Regions from separate parts of the Sus scrofa genome. Here regions 1 and 2 are each linked to region 3. Evidence: chromatin contacts called from public HiChIP or PLAC-seq data. All regions are on one chromosome and are shown on one strand. The core of a region is the stretch at or near the end of the contact, and the rest is flanking DNA. Distances in the headings are between cores, read along the strand shown.

Region 1 (3,291 bases), core at 347-2,846, 580 kb after region 3:
GAGTCCTAAATCTTCAGAGGCTACTTTGACAAGAGCAGGTGCCCCCCCTCTACTTAAAATTCCTTTCTTTTATTATTCTTACAGGGCAAAGTATATATAATTAAGAGGGGAAAAAACCTGTTTTGATTTAAAACAGTTCTACTTCTAATTAATTACTTAAAGGTTTTCCCGAGGATATTGGATTCTGTTTCAGAAGTCTGCCACCGAAAACACCTTCCAATCATGGTTTCTAAAGGAAACTGAGAAGTCCTTAGAGAACTTCATCAATTCTGGCAAAATATCCAACAGCCTGTTTCCTGTTTGGTAGATGGACTCCCATCAACATCTTATTTTCCAAAAGATGTCAGCTCACTTTTTACACTTTTTGAAAACAGGAAGGTGGGGGGGAGGAGGGGGCCGCTGACTATTTTCTCATGTTTCAGATTTGTTTTTCTGGGCCAGAGGTAGGAATTCTAATTCCTGCTTTCACTCCTACTAATTGGTGACCTTCAGGCTGTTCAAAAAATTGGCTCATTTGTTCACCTATTCAAGTCAACAGAACAAAACAGAACAGAAGGATGATCAAGTTTGGCCCCACTAGTGGGAGGAAGGAGGAGAGGCAAAGCGTGGAAAGCAGGGATGCCCGCACTTGTCTCCTCGTAGGTGCCTGATAAACACTACCTGCGACTGGGACCAGAGCCTTCCAATTCTAGATCTGGCTTGACCTTGAATGTCAGGAAACTCCTGGGTCACATGCTCCCAGAAGGTCACCACTAGAAGGTGCTACTTAATCTGGTCGAGTAACAAGGTGCGTTAGCCTCAGCCAGGTGAGACGCTCGAGTGGGTGCCCAGGGTAAGGAATCAGTGTGCCACCACTTCGCCAGAAGCCATGTCCTCCAATGGGCTCCACACCTGAGCTCCCCAGGAGGCGCCGCTCACCTCGTGCTCTTTATGCTTCGGAGGGGGCTCTCGCCCGTTGTACCCACGAAAAAGTGTGGGAGCAACAGGGGCTAATGACAACCGAGAAGATGTGCGTGACACTGTACAAGGCCTCACCCGGATGCTGGAAAGAAAGGCCAGGTATGGTGACATAAGTCACACCAAGAGAGGTCTCTCCGCTCCTCGGTTCTCCAACTTGATGTAACTGTGTTACCTCTACGGTGTAAACTGAGCGCAACCAGTAAGGACGGAGGCCAGGACGTGGGCAGTGCCGTCTCCGGGAAGGCATGGCACCGGTCGAAGGCGATCATGGCGGCGGCAGGTGCGGGCAGGTGCCGGCCCACGGGCTCTGCGCCCGCCCCTCCCCGCTGGGCCCCCCAACCCCGGCTCCAGCCCCCCGCCCCTCTCGGAGGCCGCCATCTTGGGGCCGCACTCGCCCGGCCCGACCTCCACCCCCGCCGCGCTCGGCGTGACCTCCGACCCCAGGCCGCGCTGGGCCTCCCCGCGCCCCACCTGTCCGCGCCTCCCAAGGCCCGGGCCTACCTGAGTCCAGCCTGTCGCCAGTAGGCCACCATGATGTCGCTAGAGTGGGCGCGTCGGGTCGAATCGCGAGGACCCGTCAATGTCGGCTCAGAGCGCGCGGCCCAGCTGCCGGAAGGTCAGGTCTGAGAAGCGGAAGGGGCGGGGCTCCGGACCTGCCAATCCCGCCGCCTCTTGCCCCGCCCCGCCCCCGGTCGGCCTGTGCGGCCGGGTCGCAGAATTCCCCCCACCCGCCCCCGCCGGGAGCCAATGAGGACGCGCGGCCCGGGCCGCAGGTGCCAATCGCCGGGCGGGCCGGCCAGCTCGGGCTGCCTATTGGCTCCGCGGGCGGCCCGCCTGTGTGCCCCGCGGGCTTCCGTAGTACCCCGGCGGGGCGCGGTGCCGACAGCCGAGCGGGAGGGAACTGGAGGGAATGTGAGACCGCGTGGCTCCGGGGGCGCGAGACTCGGAGCCGCGTCCCGACCTTGACAGCACTCGGGCGCCTCCACCCCGGGTTAACAGTTAAAAAAAATGAACCTCGGCCGAGGCGAGCCGACCCCATGACAAGCCGCAGAGGTTCTGGACAACCCTGGGTGGGTGCCGAGAGACAGGCCGGGCAGCAAGGGGCGTAAACCCTCCGCTCCGGTCCAGCGCGGTGCCGCTTGCAGCCCGAGGCAATTGAGCGAATTCGTTTGCTCTCTGCAGTTATTAAAAGGAAACTATAATCAAGAAAAACATAGTTAAAAAATAAGTTTTTATTAACAAGATTTTTCTTAATTCATATAAGATCCATTTTTCATATTAAATAGGATAATATGCCCCACAATCCGTAAGTCTAATTCTAATCCACGAACACTTTATTCCAGTTTAGCCCTCTCAAATGCTTATGTTATTTATATTTTAACATGTAAAAGCCATAAGTACCAGCTACTTAACTAAAGCTATTACACTGGAAAGTGAAAATTTATAGAATTTTATCATTAAGATCAGATTAAAAAAAAAAACAGGATAAAATTTTGTTCAGAAGTCTTTTTATCATTAGGGTATTATCACATCTTTTTCAGAAAAAGTATAATTTTCAGAAATTACACAGGCAATGTAATGATATCAGTATTCAGCAATGTTTAGCTGAAATGTGATTTTAATTGTAAAAATTATCTCCGGTTACAAAAGATAACCAAAAACCTTACTGGCTTTTACAAATATCCCAAGTCTTAAGCTAACAATATTTTAAGTAGAAAAGCACTAGTTTTTAAACAGTTTGGTATACTGTTTTTGTGGTTTAGGTACATATATTAATTGGTTTGTTTTACAGGAAACCTGACTAGAAGTTTATCACATTAAGCACTGTGGAAATAAAGGCAAGAGCTAATCACCTTTTAATAAAAATACTCTTTATGCAACTGTTCCAGGTATCAAAGATACTCTTTTTTTAGTGGTTGATAATTAACTGCCTGCTACCAGATACAAAACAAAATGCATTTATTGGACTGGTTTTCAGATTGCAGCTGCCCTCTGGCATCCAAAGCAAGGATTTCCCATAAATAAAAGCTGCAAAGCGATTCATGTAGTGGTTGGTTTAGGTCAACGCTTTTTTTCTACCCAGTTATTCTTTCTTCTTCGATGCCGCCCCCGAACTGGCAGTGACACCGTATTATTAAAAACATTAAGTCCCTGGGATTTATGCTTCGGATCAAGACATCATCTGAGTAATTTCAAATGATGTACAGCTCTTCACGTAAAAAGATGTTTTTGTGGTCACAATTACTTCAAAAGGTAATTATATTCAAATAACCTGACATATCATGCTTTAGCAATTACAGAACCAAGATTTTGACACATGGCAATTTATAA
Region 2 (3,678 bases), core at 28-2,527, 610 kb before region 3:
CTGGGGAACCGGAAGCTGTGAAATGGACGAAGCGAGGGACCCCTGGAAAGCCCGCAGCGGAGGAAGTTAAATTTGGTCACGAAGTGCCCCTGACAGGTACCGGCAGGTCCCCTCGGGAAGTATGACAGGACCTTGGGGAACAGCCGGGGCCCCTGGGCCACACCCGGTCAGCCGCCCTCCCCGGCTTGCTCTCTTTTCTGGGTTTGAGACCCACTTCTGTCACCTGCTACCCAGTTCTGTCACCTGCTATCTGGGAAACAGTGAAACGTGTGGCTCCATGAAAGATTGCGGTAAGGATTTTTTGTTTGTTTGTTTGTTTTGTTTTGTTGCCTTTTCTAGGGCCACACCCATGGCATAGAGAAGTTTCCAGGCTAGGTAGGGGTCGAATCGGAGCTGGAGCCGCCGGCCTACGCCAGAGCCACAGCAACGCGGGATCCTAGCCGTGTCTGCAAACTACACCACAGCTCACAGCAACCGGATCCTTAACTCACTGAACAAGGCCAGGATCGAACCCTCAACCTCCTGGTTCCTAGTCGGATTCATTAACCACTGAGCCACGAGGGGAACTCCTGGTGAGGATTAAATGAGCTCATGATCACAAAACACAAACGAAGAAACAAAAAGCCCCTCAGGTCACAGCCCACGAGCTTTTGTTGTGTGGGGGGGGCGCCTAGAGCACAGCAATGGCTCAATAACAACTGGCTGTCACTCAGCGCTGCCTGAAGCAAAGTTATCCCAGGAGAGAAGGAAGCAGGATGCAGCCAGGCACAAGCCCGGGGCCACCCGTCCAAACTTCTGTTCTTCCTCCAAACCGAGGGTGAGGACAGGGGCTCGGGTCCCAGGCTCAGTGGGGTTGTTTCACCAGCAGAGCCTCAGGGATCTCAGGTGGAAGACGGAACGGCCATCAGGCTTGCCCCGGGGGTCCTTGCAACATGCACACCAAGCGTGTTGCAAGCTGCCCGGGGCAGATGGAGGCTCTGAGTCAGACCCAATGGCCTCTCTCCCTCTTTCTCGCTCCTGCTTTGCTATCAGGGCTGTGATCGGCCGAGAAAAGGAACCAGGACAAAGTGCAAGTTCCACCCAGGAATGTCCCCTGTTCCTTAGAAGGTACCTGCATCCTCTGGGTCGGCAGGGGTCTCGGCCACGTCGGCAGCAGCCGCTGGGAGCCTGGGAGCCTTGGGGACAGTGGCCTGCTCCGACTCCATGGCCTTGAGAAGGTGGGTCCGGCCGAGGCTGAGTGTCGTTTTGTGACCCAGCCTGGGGCTGCTGGCAGCTGTGAGGATGTTCCAGCTTCACTCACCAGATGTGAGCTGTTCACGTGCCCGGAAACAGGCCTCGTCACTGAATGAGCAGATTCAGGGCATGAAGAAAATGAAACTTGTCTGTGTGGTATTCGAAAGAAACAAAACTGAAAGTAGAACGGAGCAAGACAGAGTTACGGCTGCAACTAGATGCCCGTGGGGAGTTGCTGAGCTGGGCAAGGCCAGACCTTCCTCTGGGGCCGAGGGCTCCCACTGTGACCCCCACAAGCCCACCAAGACACCTGGGGGGTGCCCTGTTCACCTTTGTATATGTCATAACGGCAGCCCTAAGCAATGAGATCCTGCTGTGTGGCACTGGGAACTATATCTAGTCACTTGTGATGGAGCTTGATGGGGGATAATGTGAGAAAAAGAATGTGCGTGTGTGTGTGTGTGTGTGTGTGCGTGCGCGTGTGCGCGAGACTAGGTCAGTTTGCTGTTCAGTAGAAAATTGACAGAACCCTGTAAACCAACTATAATAGAGAAAATAAAAATCACTATTTAAAAATTTTTTTAAATAAAAAATAAAAGAAGTTAACAGTTTCACCAAAAAAGGGGGGGAAAAGCACAACGCCAGCCCTCTTTCCTGAGTCCCTTCTGCATGCTCTGTGATCCCGTGTGCCTCTGACTCATCGGCGGGGCGTAGGGGCTGATACTGGTCTCTTTTCTCAGAGAGGAAACTGAGCCACTTGCTCAAGGTGAGGCAGCCCACAGGGTCAGGGACTCGTCCCCAGAAGCCCCTGGGATCGGGGTCCCAGCTGTAGAGGGAAGGAGGGGGCGCCAGGGTGGGGCGCCCAGGGGGACATCATCCCCAGCATTTCCACAAAGGGAGGCATTCAGGACAAGTATATCCATGGAAGGGGTCCCAGAGGCTTGTCTCAAAGCTGTCTTTGTAAAGCAAGCAGGGAAAAAACCCAATGCCTGGCCCTCCTCAGAACAAAAAAATCCCAGTCTCAGGAGGTGGGGCTGAAGGTCCCAGGTGACTTTATTCGAACCCAAGGCGGAGTGTTGGACAAGTCAATAAAAACCACAGTGAGGCTTTTGTTCTTTTTTTTTTTTTTTTTTTTTTTTTTTTTTGCTTTTTTTGGGCTGCAGCCACAGCATATGGAAGGGGTCAAATTGGAGCTACAGCTGCCAGCCACAGCCACAGCCACAGCAACAAGGGATCCAAGCCATGTCTGCAACCTACACCACAGTTCACAGCAACAGCAGATCCTTGACCCACTGAGCAAGGCCAGGGATCGAACCTGCGTCTTCATGGATAATAGTCGGATTCGTTTCCTCTGCGCCATGACAGGAATTCCCTTACTCTTTTAAAATAAGCAAACAGGAGAAACATATATCTCTATGTGAATTGACAATATTAGTTTTAAATGCGGAATAATTGGGAGAGTGGAGTTGAAATGTCGAGGCACCCTCCGCTGGGGGCTCCGGCTGGGCCCCTGCAGGCTACAGGAAGCCGCCATACCAAGACTGGCCACCAGGTGGCGCCCGCTCACCAATCTGGGCCTGCGTCCCCTTTGCCTGGTCCCTCTGAGTTAGGGGGCCTCTCACCTGTCCCAAATGGTAGGAAAACCCTGACTCCATCTGGCCCTGCCCCCACCTCTCCTCATTCCTCTTGGCCTCTCCTCCTCAAGCTTCCTTGTGTGCTGCTGACCCCTTAGTGTGACGCCCCAACCTAGGCCTTAACCCAGGGGCCTGGTGGGCTTGCAAGTCAGGCTGAGGGACTCCAGCTTGATCAGAGCGTCAGCTTTCCTTTGGTCTGTGTCCACCTGGACATGTTTGGATGGCCCTTTCCCCTTCTCCTGTGCCCTGTCCCTGTGTATCTCCACGACCCCTGTGCCGCCCAAGCTACATGGGGCCTCCACACTGGCTCTCTGAGGGTCACGATGAGTCTGCCACAGCATCCGCTGCACAGGGGAAGCCAAGTGTCACTGGCAGGTGCCTCCTGGACGAGGCTTTCTTCCCCAGGGCAGGTCTGAGCTGCAGCCCTGCTCCTTCCAAGCTGTGTGCCACTGCATCTCTGAGCTGCATCTTCTTTAATTATAATGCAGAGATAATAAATAAGAAAAAGCCCATCTATCTGACACTTAGGTGTTCACAAAATGTGCATCATTTAGAAAATGCCAGGGATTGAACCTGTGTCTGATGGATCTCCATAACTCCAAAATATAGACGCTGGGGAAGAGAGAGAGAGCAGAGAAGCAATTTAATGCAGGTGGGTTTTGCCTTCCATAGCATTCCGTGGCATGTCAGGAATTCACGGAAGCCGTAAACCTACAGGGGCACCCCACTACACTGAGTGGGATTCTCACTTTTAAAGTTTGAATTATCTTGTATTTCCTCTTCTGAATTTAAGAGACTTCTAATATGATTT
Region 3 (3,731 bases), core at 528-3,027:
GAGGAGATTGTCATCTGAAAGCTCAGCCAGTAACAGTGGGAGCTGGAAATCAGTGGTGGCATCTTCTCAGTGCTGAGAGTAAATGATTGTCCCTCTAGGAAACCAGGCAAAATACCTCTCAAAACAAGGGAAATATAAAGTTTGTTTTTTGGTTTTTGTCTTTTCTAGGGCCTCACCCACGGCAGATGGAGGTTCCCAGGCTAGGGGTCCAATCAGAGCTGTAGCTGCTGACCTACACCACAGCTCACGGCAATGCGGGATCCTTAACCCACTGAGCGAGGCCAGGGATCGAACCTGTAACCTCATGGTTCTTAGTCGGATTCCTTAACCACTGAACCACGACAGGAACTCCTAAAGTCATTTTCAGGTGAACAAAAACCAAGGGCATTTGCTCCAACAAACCCTCACTGAAATAGAATTTAAAGGTTGTACTTAAGGGACAAGGAAAGTGATCCTAGTTTTAAGTTCTGAGAAGCAAGAAGATGAGCAAAGAAATTGGTAACAGTGTGATTGAGTCTAAATTAACACTGACTGTATACAGCAATTTAGTAATGACTCACTGAGGTGAAAAAGGAAAAGATTAAACTGAAAATATACTACAATTAAGGCATATTATTTAGTATATGGGTCATTATAGTACCCCTAAGTGCTTTTATTTTCAGGTAGTAAGGTGAAGAGTAATCACTAAAACAACAGAAACAGAGTATGAAAGAGGAAGAAAAGCGGAATGAGAAAAAACATCAGCACCCAAGGAGCATGAAAGGAGAGGAAAAAAAAAAAAAAAAAAGCAGGCATGGCAAATAGAAGGGGCAAATAAGATGGTAGAAATAAATCCAGATAGATCGTAAATATAATAAGTATAAATGCACCAAATGCTCTAGTTAAAAGACAAAGATTATCTTTAAAAAAACCTTTTATTATGAAGAATTCCAAGCGTACTGAAAAATGGGAAGAATAGTGCAAAGAAACCACATATGCCTGCTATGTAGAGTCAGTATTAGCTCTTTGCTGTGTTTCGTCTATACATATATATTAAAGGGGACTATTAATAACATATTTCATGTCGTGAACATTATAAATGGAATAAAATTTAAATGTCAATAGTGAAGCAGAGTGTTCACATTTGAGGCCAAGAAGATCTGGGTTCTCAGTAATTTTTAATGAACTTTTTTGTGCGGTTATTTATTCACAGGTTGTCCCTCCTACCGGCTCTAGGGAGAGGGTAGAAACCAGGTCAACATTTCTGCTTCTGGTGTTTCTAAATATTTGTTGCATTTAGTAGCACAGGATTCAGCACCGTATTTGTTAGTAAACATTTCACGTAGAGTAGATTTTATTTAATACAATTGATGCTGCTGTTATCCAAAGCGCTCAGCAGAGTGGCACAAAATAAGCAAGCAGTAATTGGTACCTTACTAAATTTATATTTATTGTTTACCATACGTCACAGTGCCTAGCACACATCATTCACCAATAAACATTATGTTTATAATAAGAATAAATAGTGTTTTCATCATTATTCAGTCTCTAAGTGCCTGGCACCGCACAAACAAGGGAAAGTGGAAGTTCATTCTTATTAATTATTATTATTGAGTAAAGCACTTAACACAAAGCCAGGCCCCCAAGGACGTTCAGTAAATAGTCTCCCCCGCGACGGCCCAAGACTCCCGGCGTCCCGGACCCGCCCCTCCCCGGGACTGCGCGGCGCCCCGCCCCCTGCCGCCCGGCAGCCCCGCCCCCACGGCCAGCGCTGCGCTTGCGCACTGCCCGGCAGGGGCTCCGCGCGCGCTCAGCTCCCCACAGCCCGAGCGCGCGCCCGGGCCGAGCAGGCCAGCCTGCTGCGTGCGTGCGTGCGTGCGTGCGTGCGTCGCTGCGTGCGTCGCTGCGTGCGTGCGTGCCGTGCGCTCGCCGGGCACCGCGGCCTCGCCCTCGCCCTCCGCCCCTGCGCCTGCACCGCGTAGGCCGCCCCCCGCGCGCACCCCGTCGGCGACCCCCGCCCGCGCCCCGGCCGGCCCCCCCTTTTCCAAATTTAAAGGGGGCGCAGCCTTAACGCTTCTCGCCCCAGGTGACCTCTCAGGGGTCTCCCCGCCTGAGGTGCCCCGCTGCCGAGGAACATGGCGAAGGTGGAGCAGGTCCTGAGCCTCGAGCCGCAGCACGAGCTCAAATTCCGAGGTAAGCCCGGAGGCCCGCCATCTTCGGCCGCGGGCCGGGCCCGCCGCCCCGCACCCCCTCCCGCGCTCCGGAGGGCCTGGCGGCGCGGCCGTGACGTCGGCCCCCGGCCCGCGGCCCCCGCCCGCTCCCCCCCGACGGCGCGCCCGCCCCGCGCCCCCGGGCCGCCAGGCGTCCGTGCGCGGGAGTCCAGGGCCTGCTCCTCCACAGCCTCCCTGCGCCTCGCCCTCGAGACACTCGCACAGTTGCCAGTGTAACTGTTCCTGTCCAGTGTGCGGCCTCCGCCCTGGTGTGGGCGCCTTCGCCGAGAAGGTTTTTCGCCTGCTCGGGGCATAGGTCAGCTGTCACCTGCCCAGGGAGGACGCCTGCAGCCGGTCCCCGTCGCATGTGTTCGTGGGCAGGTCGGCTCTTGCCACGACCTGGAAGGACCGTTTCCGCGCTTGTTTACCCTGCTGGTACACTAGAAGGGAAACTCCATGAGGACAGGACCGTGTCACGTCTCCGCTTCCTGCCCCGCACGTCCTAGGGGCCTAATAAATACCCGTTGAACAAAAGAGTGGCAGGAGCCTCCGCACACGTTCTGGCGGGACGTGGCCCAGCCTTCCTTGCCCTGCCGTCCTCATGCCCGCGGCTCACGTCTGTGCAGCGAGGGGGGCCTCGCAGGGCGGCGAGATCTTTTATCTTCCCAGAGGAAGCCCAGGGGGCCACGCGTGTTTGTGGCAAGCCAGAGCCCCTTGTAACGTCTGTCTTTATTTTCCGTCTTACCGCCCCGTCTTCTCCACCAAAATGAAAGTGCCAGGAGTCTCTTGTCTGGGACCTCATCTGACTTACCCAGTGCCATCTTTTCAAGTGCCTTGAGTAACGTAAGCTTGGCACTGGAGGGGGAGGAATGAGCCAGAGGGACAAGTTCCCCGATCTCATGCTGCGTACCTTCTAGTGAGGGGGACACACGAGCGCGCAAGCCTGGTTCAGGGAGTGGCACGTGCCGCGAAGGACCTGAAACCAGCCGGCCCTGACGAGCATCTGCTTAGACTGGACGCCCAGGGCCCTGCTGTATTGCCAGCACTTGGCTTACTGTAGGCGCTCAGTAGATGTTTGTGGAGTCGCACTGCATTCTGGCCACATGCACCCCACTTTAAATTATACTGGCAGGAAGTAGCCTAGGGTAACTTACCCAAACTTAACCCAGTTAGCACACATTTGAGCTCAGACTTCAGAGCTCACCCTCCTTAGCAGTTCTGCTGTCCCACCTCTGGGAGCTGTTCCAGTCCTGTGGCTTTACATTGCCTCCCAGGTTAACAGTCTGAAGTGACCCTAAATGTATAAACAGCTGAAGGGTGTCCAGTTAAAACCAAAACAGACCCCCTCAAAGACCTAAGGTGGATGGATTATAATTCCGCGAGAGAACTGGAGTTTGCGTGCTGTCCCGCTGGCCTGCTCCTCCAGGGTCCGGGCTGGGAGTGGAATCCCCGGATGGTGCTGACCATGAAGGGGATGGTTTGCACGTGAGGTGTCCGACGTTCTCTACCCCGCAAGCCTGGCTTCGCCGCTCCTGGGCAGCA

Evidence for each region. HiChIP or PLAC-seq counts read pairs in DNA pulled down with a chosen protein or histone mark.
Region 1: a contact with region 3 is called in an H3K27ac HiChIP or PLAC-seq map of alveolar macrophages. The contact joins the promoter of ATP5E here to the promoter of VAPB in region 3. A contact is called at or near these places in 2 of 5 promoter capture datasets (fetal liver and liver) and 1 of 2 datasets of contacts at active chromatin or transcription factors (alveolar macrophages).
Region 2: an H3K27ac HiChIP or PLAC-seq map of alveolar macrophages shows a contact between it and region 3. The contact joins the promoter of ZBP1 here to the promoter of VAPB in region 3. A contact is called at or near these places in 1 of 5 promoter capture datasets (liver) and 1 of 2 datasets of contacts at active chromatin or transcription factors (alveolar macrophages).

Annotation. Positions count from the first base shown.
Region 1 is chr17:59,172,873-59,176,163 of Sscrofa11.1, forward strand. It overlaps ATP5E (ATP synthase, H+ transporting, mitochondrial F1 complex, epsilon subunit), which reads right to left and starts at 1,597. Exons shown (of 2, transcript NM_001113448.1): 1 at 1,462-1,597. The coding sequence starts at 1,493. It overlaps PRELID3B (PRELI domain containing 3B), which reads right to left. Exons shown (of 6, transcript NM_001113697.1): 6 at 2,171-3,291.
Region 2 is chr17:57,984,840-57,988,517 of Sscrofa11.1, forward strand. ZBP1 (Z-DNA binding protein 1) reads right to left here and starts at 1,278. Exons shown (of 9, transcript NM_001123216.1): 1 at 1,112-1,278. The coding sequence starts at 1,205.
Region 3 is chr17:58,592,972-58,596,702 of Sscrofa11.1, forward strand. It overlaps VAPB (VAMP associated protein B and C), which reads left to right and starts at 1,778. Exons shown (of 6, transcript NM_001123213.1): 1 at 1,778-2,172. The coding sequence starts at 2,115.